Linked DNA regions of Salmo salar: region 1 is linked to region 2. The links are chromatin contacts, called in public Hi-C maps. All regions are on one chromosome and are shown on one strand. Each heading gives the region's core, a stretch centred on a gene start, on an enhancer-like site or on the middle of the called end of the contact. The rest is flanking DNA. Distances are from core to core; before and after follow the strand shown.

Region 1 (6,767 bases), core at 2,130-4,629, 45 kb after region 2:
GTTCCGTGTTTCAGACAGAGTTCTGAGCAGTTGTTTTCTCCTGTCTTCCAGAGGCCTTAAGGGGTTCTATATTTTCTGTGTTTCAGTTCTTAGCAGTTCTGTTCTGGGTTTCAGAAAAGGTTCTAACCAGTACTATTTCTCCTGTTGTTTTTCAGAGGAGGTCGACTACAGCAGCTATGGGACTCACTCGCTGACCCGAAAGAAGAAGGCTGTGGTGGCGCTGCGGAACGACGTCAACAGGAAGCGACCTCACATCCGCATTGGTATGCCGCAGGACTTCCGGCCAGTCTCCTCCATCATCGATGTGGACATCTTGCCAGAGTCCCACCGCCGCGTTCGTCTCTACCGCCATGGTTCTGACAAACCCCTGGGGTTCTACATCCGGGATGGGACAAGCGTACGGGTGACGCCCCATGGCCTGGAGAAGGTGCCTGGGATTTTTATCTCCCGCATGGTGCCTGGGGGCCTGGCTGAGAGCACGGGCCTGCTGGCCGTCAATGACGAGGTCCTGGAGGTCAACGGCATTGAGGTGACTGGGAAGACGCTAGACCAGGTAACGGACATGATGATCGCCAACAGTCACAACCTGATTGTCACAGTGAAGCCGGTGAACCAGCGGAACAATGTGGTGCGAGCCAGCCGGATTTCCGGCAGCTCCGGTCAGTCGTCAGACAGCAGCGGTTCCACCGGCTACCCCAGCCTGTCCACCGCAGCAATGGCGACCGGTGCCCACGGCTACCCCGACGAGCTGGAAAGCGATGAGGAGTCAGACATCGTCATCGAGAGCAGCCTCAAGCGGCCGTCGAGGCGCTCCAGCGCGTCAATGGTGTCCGTGGCTTCAAGAACGTCACGCTCCCATACCCAAGCCCCTCCCCAGGCCCCCGTGGAACCCACCAACCCCCCCGATCCGACCCCTCTCTGTGGTTTCCACCTCCTCCCACTCCCAGCCCTCCTCCCACTCCCAGCCCAGCCTCAATGGCCTCTCCCACCACGGCAGCCTTAGCTACATGCTGCACAGGGACCTGAACCTCCAGCACCCCCAGTTACAGACCCCCCCAGCATCACCAAACCCAGCACCACAGCAGCAACCCAGCCCTCCGGGAGAGCAACAGCAGCCTGCACAAAATCCTCAGCACCATGAGGACGGACCCTCGACACAGTCTGGCCCTGCCCCGGGGAGGGGTGGAAGAGGATGGCACCGTCATCACCCTATAATACACACACCAACACTAATAATACACACACACATTGGACGTGAGCTGGAGCATCCCCTGCCCGGTATACCCACCATGAGAATGAACGTTGTTCTTCAAACCTCCTACTAATTTTTTAAATTTTTTATAAAACAAATAAGGACAGTTTATTCTGTGTTGTTTGAGTTTTAAGGTTTCCTATGTCTTGTAAATGAGCATTTTAGGCCACTAATGTGTAGGCCTGATGGGATTCACCTGCTATCCTTTAGTGGCCACTTTTAATCTGAACCTCTATCTCCTTTTTGGGACCAACTTTGAGCTTTTGTTTTTAAGAACAATTCTATGTTTCTGTATAATGCTGCCTGTCTACTGATTCTCTATCTCTGTATTTTACCTGTGTATTCACAGATGATTTATTTATCTTCTCCAATAAATTATTCAAAGCTTTAATAAGGAGAAGTGTTGGATCATCACATGTACTAAAACTCTTACTTCCCTTACCAGCAGTCATTTATACCTGGTACATTTTGAACTGCTATCAAGCAATACTTCCTACACTGAACATAGTCTATATCCTGTTTCGTCTTCTCCACTGGTTGTCTGTTTTTGGAGCTCCAGGAATGCAACATGCTCTCTGGAAAAAAAAGCCACTAGCCGACTAGCACCCCTCTCACTTCACCGCTAATGAATCCTTATCTTTACTGTTTACTCAACTCATCTGCTTGGCTGTGAACCCTGTTAGTTACAGCAGGCAGGGGGATGTGAACCCTGTTACAGCAGGCAGGACTGCTAAGAGGTGAAGGTGATAACATCTGAATCTGCATCTGCTTAACCTCACTCATTCACTTTCCTACACTGTGTTGGGCACACACATTGAGATCCAAGTACGGATCCAGTGGTACTTTGGTTTACAAGTGCAATCTATCCATCCATGGTATGGTTAACTTTCATAGAGTACATGGATTCTGTGGGACACTAAGCCATCCATCGGTGGTTTGATTTTTGTATGGGATTCTTCTCACCATTATTCACATTGTAGTTCAAGGTTTTTAAGCTGGTTTGCAAAGTAGTTTTTTTAATTTTTTTTATTTTTTACAGTCTTATTGTTGTTTCAACTTTAAATCTCCATGTTAGTACCAGGATTAACATTGGATTATCAACCTATTTTGGTTCACATATGTAATTTTTGTTACTCTTTCCTTTTTCTCTCCCCATAGGCTGCTTTGGTTACCTTGACACTGTTCTTATGACCATAGTGATGTTATTCCATGCATATCTTTACTATGCACAGTCAGTTCAACCCTATTGAGTAGTGCTATACTGTGTTGGTCACTTCCCCCTACTGGTAGTACCCTGTACCATCGACTCAGTGTGAGCCCACATATTCACGCCAAGGAAATATTACAGGTTTTATATTTATTACAGAAACGTCTAGATTTTTCTGGAATAATGTCTATTGTTTTACTTTCTCTCTTAATGTACATAAGGATTTTATAATAGATTTTTACAAGGGAAAAACAATGACAAATGAACAAATAATTCCATGCGGTATTATGGTACGAGGATGATTATGATGGGGAATATTTCAGCATATGATGTAAACTGGACTGGTTTTATTCTATGAGATGATGATGATGATGCTGTACAGACATTGATATACATTCTCCACACATATTGGAGGAAAGGTTTGTAAACACTTTGTGCCTTTTAATTCATTTTAGTCCAGATATGTACTGAGCACTCAAATGTAAACAACAATTGAATGGATATTAGGGCTTGATCTGTAATTGCTCAATCAATATTTAGTAGGCCTAGGTGCTCTTTCAACATAGTAAACCATAAGTATCACTTCAACTAATTTCCACAGTTGAAATTTAAACTCTTAATGCAATTAATTTGAATTGTATTGTGAATATTGTGTTTTATATTTTCTTACTGTTTTTTTGTACGTTTTGGGAGATACATTTTGAAATAAAGGTTTAAAATGCACTTGCTGTCCAGTTTTTCATTCCCATTTTCTATTGTAGAAAGTTGACTCGTGGTTTGCTGTGTTTCTACACGTTTAATGGCGATTGAGTCATCAGATTTCAGTATTCAACTTCAGAGGAAATTAGTGAGAAAGAGCCCTGATTTAAAATAGCGCCTTTTCGCTTAGTTCTACTTGATCCTTGTGAGCCGCCATCAACAGATTCAACCACGTGACTTAATCAGCTGACAATCGTAACACGGTAGCTGAAAACAAAAATAAACAAAAGGGGGAAAAAAAGATGGAGCCTAGGATGGAAAATAGGGTAGATATTCTCTCCCCGCTGGAGGAGTCCAGTGCCGAGGTGAGTCGGGACAGTGGCATCGTGTCGCAGAGTGTGAGCAGTTTATCCATGTTGAGCGAGGCCCTAAGCAATGGTACCGTGTCGCAAAGCCCCAGCTTCGACGCAGCAGTGTTGCGGAGTCCGAGCTTCAACTCCGAGGAAAGAGACACGGACCCAGACCACAACGAGGAGGATGAGATACTGAGACACACTGCCCTCAGTTACTCCTCTTACATCAGAGATACTGCTGGAGACGAGGTTAGAATTAATCAACCTTTCCGATGGATGTCAAATATATCATCCTGTCTATGCTGGGAGGTGCAATAGCGCTAGCCAAAGCTAAGCTAGAACTGGATACGCGTGACAAGAGAAATGTCGCTTGACTGGTTATAACCATGTCCTGCTTTGTTTACCCCACAGATCCTGGGTTTGGAGAAAAGTCTGGAGGAAATGCTTACTAGGGTGGATGAATTTGTTGGAATGCTTGACATGGTACGTGCTCAGAGATCGGCAGTATTTGAAATATGTATTTCGTTTACTTGAGTAATTTGTATTACACAAGGCTGAACTGCACTCTATTGTATTTTTTAACAAGATACTTTCAGGAGCTGTAATTTTGTAATTTTGTATTTTCAAAATACTAAAATCCTTTTCTATACCATTTATTTTTTATAGCGGTTCGCAGTTTTGTGGGCCCCTCTCACCCTGCATTGGTATCAGAAGTCTGATGGCACTATGGTGTGATAAGAGAATCTGTGAAATCAGGGCTGTCCAACCCTGTTCCTGGAGAACTACCATCCTGTAGGTTTTCACTCCAACCCTAATCTAGCACACCCGATTGTAATAATTAGCTGGTTGATAAACTGAACCAGGTTAGTTACAACTGTGGTTGGAGCCAAAACATACAAGGTACCTCTCCAGGAACAGGGCTGGACACCCCTGTGCTAAATTAACTAAATATAATTGTATATGTAGAAATTGACATTTGCAAAGCATGCTGAGTATTATTGTAATGAGTTCTGACTGACACTTGGCCAATAATACCCAGTGTGCTTTGCAGTTCATTTTGGTATGTTCATTTTCATATTTACATTTCGGTCATTTAACAGACGCTTATCCAGAGTGACTAACAGTCAGTGCATTCAACTAATGTAGATAAACAACATATTACAATTAGAGCAAGTCAAATGTTTCTGTAACCGTTACTTACTGAGAATGTTGTTGCTGTTCGCGCCGACTACTTGGAAATGTATTTCTGTATTTTGTAGTTTGATACATAGTTTTTGATGGTATATTGCCATTTGTGCGCATCCCTATATGTGCTGCTCATGTCTTTGTCTGTGAAAGTGGGTGAGAAATGTAATTTTCTTCCTCTGGTTATAGATCCGCAACGACACATCGCAGATTGTCAACGAGAACCTACCTCAAATACACAGAAAGTCAGAAGAGATGAGGCAAATATACAGAAAGATTGACAAGTTGGATGTAAGTGTGATTTACTTAACGTTATTGTTAATGACCAGGATGATGTCATTGAAATCCTGACATGATCTGTGTACCAAATGGCACCCTATTCTCTATATTTGGGGCACAGATATGGTAGTTCTGTATCTGACCCTGTTCCCTGGTGTTGTGTCCAGGTGTTTGTGAAGATGGTGGGTGCCAATGTGAATGTCATGGAGGAGCATGTCACTCAGGCAGAGAAGGAACAAGGAACCCTGCCGGGCGCCTTCAGAAAGATCTTCCGTACCATTAGTGTCCCGAGCTTTCTAAATGTGAGGATTCAATCAATCAATGCACATCTCAGTCAACCATTAAGGCAATATCCATTTGGAATGTAAATGCTGTATTCCTATACTTAATCACTATTCCCCCTGAGCCAGTATCTCTATGTTTTTTATTTTATTTAACCTTTATTTAACTAGGCAAGTCAGTTAAGAACATATTCTTATTTACAGTGACGGCTTACCCTGGCCAAACCCTAATCCGGACCATGCTGGGCCAATTGTGCGCCGCCCTATGGGACTCCCAATCACGACCGGTTGTGATACAGCCTGGAATCGAACCAGGGTCTGTAGTGACGCCTCTAGCAAAGTCTTCTCTAACGCCCAAGAAGCTCCGACTCAAACTGTCATTCACCAGCTCTGCAAGCGTTAAGTCAAAATACGTTCGCTGATCACCAAATGTGGAGTTTCGCTGAGCAACTATCTTCATTTGCTCCCGTTACGGCCGGTATGTACTTCCAAAAAAAGCTATAAATAAAAATGTACAAGCATCTGAAAAAAGCCTACTTGGCACCTCCAATCACTCATTATTGCCACGCACAGGTCGGAAGTCTACAACAGCTCAAACATTGAAGGTGCCGAAGAGACATTTTTTTCAGTTTCTTACAAAAAATGTCCATAACGGGAGTACATCAAAATCAAATGTTATTTGTCACATGGGGGTGGCAGGTAGCCTAGTGGTTAGAGCGTTGGACTAGTAACCGAAAGGTTGCAAGATCGAATCCCCGAGCTGACAAGGTAAATATCTGTCGTTGTAAATAGTCCGGGTGGCCATTTGATTAATTGGGGGTAGAAGCTGTTAAGAAGCCTTTTGGACCTAGACTTGCGCTCTGGTACCACTTGCCGTGTGGTAGCAGAGAGAACAGTCGTTCACTAGGGTGGCTGGAGTCTTTGGCAATTTTTAGGGCCTTTCTCTGACACCGCCTGGCATTGAGGTCCTGGATGTCAGGAAGCTTGGCCCCAGTGCTGTACTGGGCAACTATCATCACAAAGATGGTTGCTCAGCAAAACTCCATATTCGGTGATCAACAAACGTATTTTGACATAACACTTGCAGAGCTGGTGAATGGGAGTTTGAATCAAATCTTTCTGGGCTTTATAGAAGTCTCTAACGCACAGATACTGGTTCATATCTCCCCCTAATTACAATATATCTTTTAAAATATTTGTTGAACTTTTTTCCCATTTTTCTACCCCAATTTCGTGATATCCAATTTGTAGTTAATCTTGTCCCATCGCTGCAATTCCCGTACGGACTCGGCAGAGGCGAAGGTCCTCCGTGCGTCCTCCGAAACACGACCCTGCCAAGCCGCACTGCTTCTTGACACACTGCTTGCTTAGCCCGGAAGCCAGCCGGACCAATGTGTCAGGGCACACCGTACAACTGGCAACTGAAGTCAGCGTGCATGCCCCTGGCCCGCCACAAGTAGTCGCTAGAGCGCGATGGGACAAAAACATCCCTGCCGGCCAAACCCTCCCCT
Region 2 (6,757 bases), core at 3,084-5,583:
GTAGAAAAACATTAGTGTTTAGAATGATGTTTACAGTGTGAGGGGAGGAGGTAGCTTCACACACAGAGTCAACAGACACCCAGCAGGTCAAGAGATGCTCCCGTAGCCTCGCAGCTTGGAGCAGAGGGCTGGGCTGCAGCTGTTCCGTTCTGCAGGCGTCTCCATGCCGCCAGAATGCAGACAGTAAACCCGCAGACACAGCTTCACACATACATACGCACACACACGCGCGCGCGCACACACACACATACATAAACACACACACACCATGACCATGCTGCTTTATACAGTTACAGAATTCTCTATCCTCATGGCTGTCCCTGAATAACTTGGTGTCTCTTGTCTTTCTTGGCACATTATGTGGATCTCTCGAAATTATTTCTAGTCAAAAAAATAGGACAAAGGGGTGTAAACCAGTTTGTATTATTCAGTGAGCGAATGATGCATGATTTTTAAACTAGGTTATTGTTCTCAGTCAGATTGAATCGTTTCAAAATGCTTAGGCTATAAAGTAATAACGCCAGAGGGGGTGTGGTATATTTAAGCAATAAGGCCAGAGGAGGTGTGGTATATGGCCAATATACCATGGCAAAGGGCTGTTCTTATGCACGACGCAACGCAGAGTTAGAGCAGTAAAAATACATGTTTTGTCATACCCGTGGTATACGGTCTGATATACCACTGCTGTCACCCAATCAGCATTCAGGGCTCGAACCACACAGTTTATAATGCTTATTATAATGCTTATTATAAACCAGGTAGTTTGGGTCCTAAGCATTATAAACTGGGTGGTTCGAGCCCTGAATGCTGATTGGGTGACAGCCGTGGTATATCAGACTGTATACCACGGGTATGACAAAACATGTATTTTTGCTGCTCTAATTACTTTGGTAACCAGTTTATAATAGCAATATGACACCTCGGGGGTTTGTGGTATATTGCCAATATACCACGGCTAAGGGCTGTATCCAGGCACTCAGCAAGAACAGTCCTTAGCCGTGGTATATTGGCCATGGCATCGCGTCCCCTGGCGTCTTGGAGGACGGGTGTTTTGGGAGGGTTGAAAGCTGAAAACGTTCATGCAGGAGCTCGATGATGTCATCTGCGAACTCACTCCCCCAAGTCAGAGGCACCGATTTGTTGTCTTCGTTTTATTTCCCCGCTGAAGTTTCACCAATGCGTCGCGGACCGCAGCACAAACCGAGGAAGTCAGATAACTAAACTTTGCCGTCTAAACGACGTGGGATTTAAGGGATTTAGCGACTGGACATAGATCCGAACAGCCCCTTTTCTGTGGGCGAGCGCGTGAACTTTTACTGGAACCGCAAAAATGAATCGGAGTTTTAATAAATCCCAATCTTCCCTGCAATATTTTGATTGCATCGCGGTTGAAGTGAAAAGCAAGGTAAGCCGACTGGCCTGTCGATGGAACACATTTAGACACCATCATGATCATTTTCTTTGAAGTAGGCTAAATAGTTAGCCTAAGCTACTTGACATGCTCTGGAATGGGGTTTCTGGCTAAATAGACTCGGCTGTGGTGGAAGAGGTAGTAGACCGTACTGCTACTTGTCTAGATTTGACCTGCCACATGCAATGGGAAAACTCACAAACTCTCAACAATTAAGCCACAGTTGGTTAGTTGATGAATTGGTTGTAAACTACTGTGATTTTCACAAGGCAACTTTTTCAAATTTCTAGTGGAAAACCCGCTGAAGATTGGGACTATTCATGCGAATCCTGATGCCATGGCAGATGTTCTAGAAAAACTGGTTTTGCATTGAGGAAGGGTCGATTAAATGTTAATTATTCTAAACAAAGTCTCCTGGTAATTCGCAAGAGTAGCGGTCGAGATATGGTTATTTTTTGCAACATTTGTTGCAACTACACTTGATTGTTTTGCTACTAACAGAGTTGACACTGACAGCGTGTTGATTTCAACACAACAATACGCCGACTGACTTTACAAGATTATAGCCGAGCTTTCTCAACCAAGTTACATTCCAATAGACCTAACACCGAGCTATTTAGATATTTTAACACAAAGAATGTCTCTCATTGTTGCAAAACTAAAATGTAATCGTCTATGGATGTGGGCTAGATACCGAGACATGTTGTATTTATTAGGACAAGCAGCTCTTGACCTGCTGGGTGTCTGACTCTCCCCTTACACTGTAAACATCACTCTAAGTCTGGAGTGTGTGCCAGTTGCCTACCAACCAACAGACACTGTTGGATCAGACGAAAATGTGCCGTTGAAACCATTGGTGGAATAGATCAGTTCAGACGACTAGATCTCTTACTACTGGCCCATGTCGTGTCCTTCCTCCATCCTGACATGTCAATATATTGTACTGATAGTATATTCTTCTACTACTATGATACCTGAGCAACAGATAATGTTCCTCCATCATTCCTCTCTTTCCTCCTCTCGTACAAGGTTTAGGATGGAGCTGGTGCTGATGTTTAGTTTATCCTCAGGTGGATTTCACAGCCTGTACGCTTCATAGGCAGGTTGTATAATCTTTGTGTAGTATTGTGGCTGGCAGTGTTTTGAAGGCTCAAGGCTCTCGTTGGTGAAGTGCATCATTGCACCGTGCCTGCCCGCCGCAGAGCTGATCCCCTCTATTGTTTCAGAGGGCTGAGTGAGTATTCAGCTCTAATTCAGAGTTAATATTCAGTCTCACTAATTCATACCGGGGCTGGAATGCTGCTGACCCATTGTCTGTCTCTCTGTCTGTGGTGAAAGGAGGTCCTCTATCAGGAGCCCTATCAGAGGGTTAGGGCCCCCTTCTGGCCTGTCTCTCCTGGGAAGCCCTTAAGGAGCAAGCAGTTTAAAGTTTTGTTTGTGTGTTTGAAACAACCTCTGACAGGTGGAGAGGAAACTTGTCATCAAGAGCCGTATTGGGTTGGGCTAGGTAGGGCAGGACTAAACGTGTCATCACAGAACTAATTGGCTGTTGTAGTGAGTCAACCAGTGTCATCCTCTAGTGACACAACAACCTAACTCACCATCACCACTCTATTCAGGCCTGTTGGAGTGTGACCTCAGTCAGGCACCATCTCTCCCCACTGAGGGAGTCAATCGGTATCAGCCTCTTAGTGATGTCATAAAGGAGTTTAGTTCCTGTTTTTCACCGACCCAGGAGGATAACCTGTTCTCAGGAGTTGTTCTGATAACACCAGACTAGAACAACGTGGCTTCTCAAAGACGAGCTGTGTTGCAACGGGCTGGTTTGTCTCAGCGCCAGGTGATCTCTGTAGAGCTGTCTTAAGATGGTACTGTAGTATGTCTTCACTCACCCAGCAGTATCTACCTCACCCTCTCCCTCCCTCACCCATCACGGTTCATCTCTCAACCACTGGAATTTGCATCTCCATACACAACTGTCCGTAGCTCGGCTGGGTAGTTTAGATTGTCACACGGGGAAGAAACGTGATAAGACAGAGCAAACAGACATTAGCAAACTTAGTCTGGCCTCCATCCGTGTCAGTCAGCGTGTCGGCCTAATGCTTGAGCAGCGCAGCCTGTCAGTCTGTACCTGTCTGGACCCGATAACATTCTCCTGTGAAAGAGGAGGTGGTGCTCTTTGTTAGTGTGATGTATTATTTTCAGGTTCTGATTCAAATTTAGCTCATGATCTTGTTCAGACTTGTAGCTGGCTGATTCCCTTTAGGCTGTGTTCATGTTTTAAACACAGGCTGGTTTAACAGCTCAGTCACACGGATGACACGGTAACATACTGAAACTGAAAAAGTACACTGACGTCTACTTTTCAACAGCTAACATATCTAGCACTTTTAGGATTCTGTTTTTGAATCCATTTTATTTCGGGGGTTTTTTTCCTCATAAAATCATATCATGACTCAGTGGTTTTCACAAGACCTCAGCCCACAAGCTGAGCGAGAACAGTCTGTCACAAACTCATCACTTATTGTTAAATGTAGGTTTCATTTGATTTATTTTGGTGTGTGTGTGTGTGTGTGTGTGTGTGTGTGTGTGTGTGTGTGTGTGTGTGTGTGTGTGTGTGTGTGTGTGTGTGTGTGTTTGGCATCAGTATGAGTTGGATAACACACCTGGCATCACACTGCCTCACCAACATGTTCAGATGATATTTCACATTGTAATGACAAACTGCATGACAGGCCCAGTCTAACACTAACCTCCCAGCAGTCTAACCTAGGCCTTCCTCTCTGAGAAGATAATTACCGTACCATAGCATACTGCAGCACAGTGCGCCACCATCCACAAGTGACTACTGTTGTAATGTGACTGCTATTGTCAGAGACAAAGCCTAGCTTGTGTTATGCAGGCCCAGTGCCCACGCATACAGTGATAGAGTTTCTACTGGCCATGTCAGTCACATGACCAGAGCTGTGACCCCTGGGTCACCCCAGCTGCTCTCCATGGTGGTCCAGTCTCTCTCTCTCTCTCTCTCTCTCTCTCTCTCACACTCACACTCACACTCACACTCACACTCACACACACACCAGTACAGACAATCACGCCTCTGGGCATCCTGTCTGAGCAAACCTTGGTGTGTGTGTGCGTGCTCAGTCAGTTCGTCCACCCCCATATAATGTTGTTCTGACCCGAACTGTTTTGTCTGTTGGCGTCATCTCATCCAGATAGGCTTGTTTACTGCTGACTCATTCACCTGCATTGTTCCTTTTGTTTCAGGTTCCTTCCCAAATGGCACCCTACTCCCTATATAGTGCACTACTTTTGACCAGGGGCCTTGATCAACAGTACTGGACTACAGTGAGCTCCAAAAGTATTGGGACCGTGACAATGTTAATGTTGTCTTGGCTCTGTACTCCAGCTCTTTTGATTGGAAATGATACAATGACGGAGGTTAAACTGCAGACTGTCAGCTTTAATTTGAGGGGTATTTTCATCCGTATCGGGTGAACCGTTTAGAAATGAAAGCATTTTTGTACATGGGTAGCATCCACGTTAATGTAGAAGTGTTTAGAAACATTCTATTCTTATTTACAATAAGTGACTCAAATGACACTACATTATTTACTATTAATTTATATTGGACAGGAAATGATCTGAAGCACAACCAAAATAAACAGCAAATGCATCCAACGAGTTTGTAGAGTCACAAGCTTGATGTAATAATTTCGTGCTAGGAGTACGGGACCAAATGCTAAACCTTTGACTACTTTAATACACACAAGTGAATTTGTCCCAATAATTTTAGTCCCAACATTTTAGGGGACCATGTACAAAAAGTGCTGTAATTTCTTAACGGTTCACCCGATATGGATGAAAATACTCTCAAATTAAAGCTAATTAACCTCATAGTCATTGTATCATTTCAAATCCAAAGTTCTGGAGTACAGAGCCCCCCCCCCCCAAAAAAAAATTGTCACTGTCCCAATACTTTTGGAGCTCACTGTGTATTTAGGGAAAAGGGTGCATTTAGGACAAGCCTAAACCTCCACTTCCCCCTTGCTTCAGTGGGATAAATGGAGGACATGGACATAGCAATACGGCTCTTTTCTTTACCTGTGTCGTGGCTTGTTTTGAGCGTTACATTGTGTAAATAGTTTTATTGTGGTTAGACTGTCTGTGAAGTTCAGGAAAATCATCTTCTTTAGCCGTCCTGAAGGAACATTGTGTCTGTCTGCCAATTCTGTTTTGGCTGAACATCGTCTAACCTCGGTGGTGGATTAGAGAACAATGTGAAACAGTTGTGACGCTGTGATTACTTAGCGTTTTAGGACTCTGTCCCACTGAGGTCTTTTATGTCTTACTATACGTTTATAGGCCAGGTCGATATCGATCGAGATTCAAGTATAAGGTTGGCTCAAATTGTGTTCAGTGCTGTGCTCTGTCACCAAGCAGCTGTCTTGCTAACCCATCCCTACGTGTTGTCCCTGCAGTACGGAGCAGAGTTCCGACGGTTCTCCGTGGACCGTGTCAAGCCGGGGAAGTTCGAGGACTTCTATAAGCTCATCGTGCACGTTCACCGCATCGCCAACATGGAGGTCATGATTGGCTACGCTGACATCCACGGAGACCTGCTGCCAATCAACAATGACGACAACTTCTGCAAGGCGGTGTCTACGGCCCACCCGCTGCTCCGAGTCTTCATACAGAGACAAGGTGAGGATGAGCTAGACTAATATATGGTGTTGCAGTTTGCTCTATCGGAAACAATCGTTTTCTTCTACGTAGTCATTGGTTATGTAATGATTAGGGACTGTTTTCTCACCTAGCGGTCAGGATCCTTTTGTTTCCCTCACACTGGGGGGGGGTTACTGTCCTGTACTGCTGGTCCTCCATGTGTGGGTGTGTGTGATGGGTCAGTCCTGTGTGCTAACTAAAAGGGAAATGCTTGCAGGCGAAAGGAGGTCGATGGGAACGTCTTCTTTCATGCCAGACATTACTGAACAAAAGCCCTGCTTGAATGATATGCTCCTCACTATGTAGGGCTGAACTGAGCGCTGCTCATCCAAAGGCACCGCTCCTAAACACTGAATGGGAGCCGGCATCCCTCCCCCATATACACAAGGCCTGCGAAGGGCTCTTCCCCCTGTATACCAGGCATGGGACCGGGCATGGGAAGTCGACTGCAGCCGGCCCCAGCATACAAATGCATCCATCACCTTTCATGTGGAATGTTCACGTCATTGGCTGTGTTGTGTTTCCTGGTGTACTGTCCCGAAACGTACTGCTACAGTTCGTTTTATGACAATACTCCCAATGATTTTAATACAAGAGACTGAACAAAGTGGGGTGTTA

What was found. A called contact is a pair of places that touch in the nucleus more often than the background predicts.
Region 1: a Hi-C map of gill shows a contact between it and region 2, with 3 times the contacts expected there. The contact joins the promoter of LOC106588585 here to the enhancer-like site in region 2. A contact is called at or near these places in 2 of 3 Hi-C or Micro-C datasets (gill and muscle).

Annotation. Positions count from the first base shown.
Region 1 is chrssa27:16,667,344-16,674,110 of Ssal_v3.1, forward strand. It overlaps LOC106588585 (biogenesis of lysosome-related organelles complex 1 subunit 4), which reads left to right and starts at 3,380. Exons shown (of 5, transcript XM_014177735.2): 1 at 3,380-3,760; 2 at 3,923-3,994; 3 at 4,886-4,987; 4 at 5,143-5,277. The coding sequence starts at 3,461. It also overlaps the pseudogene LOC106588584.
Region 2 is chrssa27:16,620,903-16,627,659 of Ssal_v3.1, forward strand. It overlaps the pseudogene LOC106588584. Among protein-coding and RNA genes, the nearest start is that of LOC106588585, 46 kb to the right of the region's middle. Within about 2 kb of position 4,334, at least 3 of the 13 cell types and tissues checked have an H3K27ac peak or open chromatin away from gene starts, as enhancers often do. A contact at or near this core is called in gill, where this site is marked.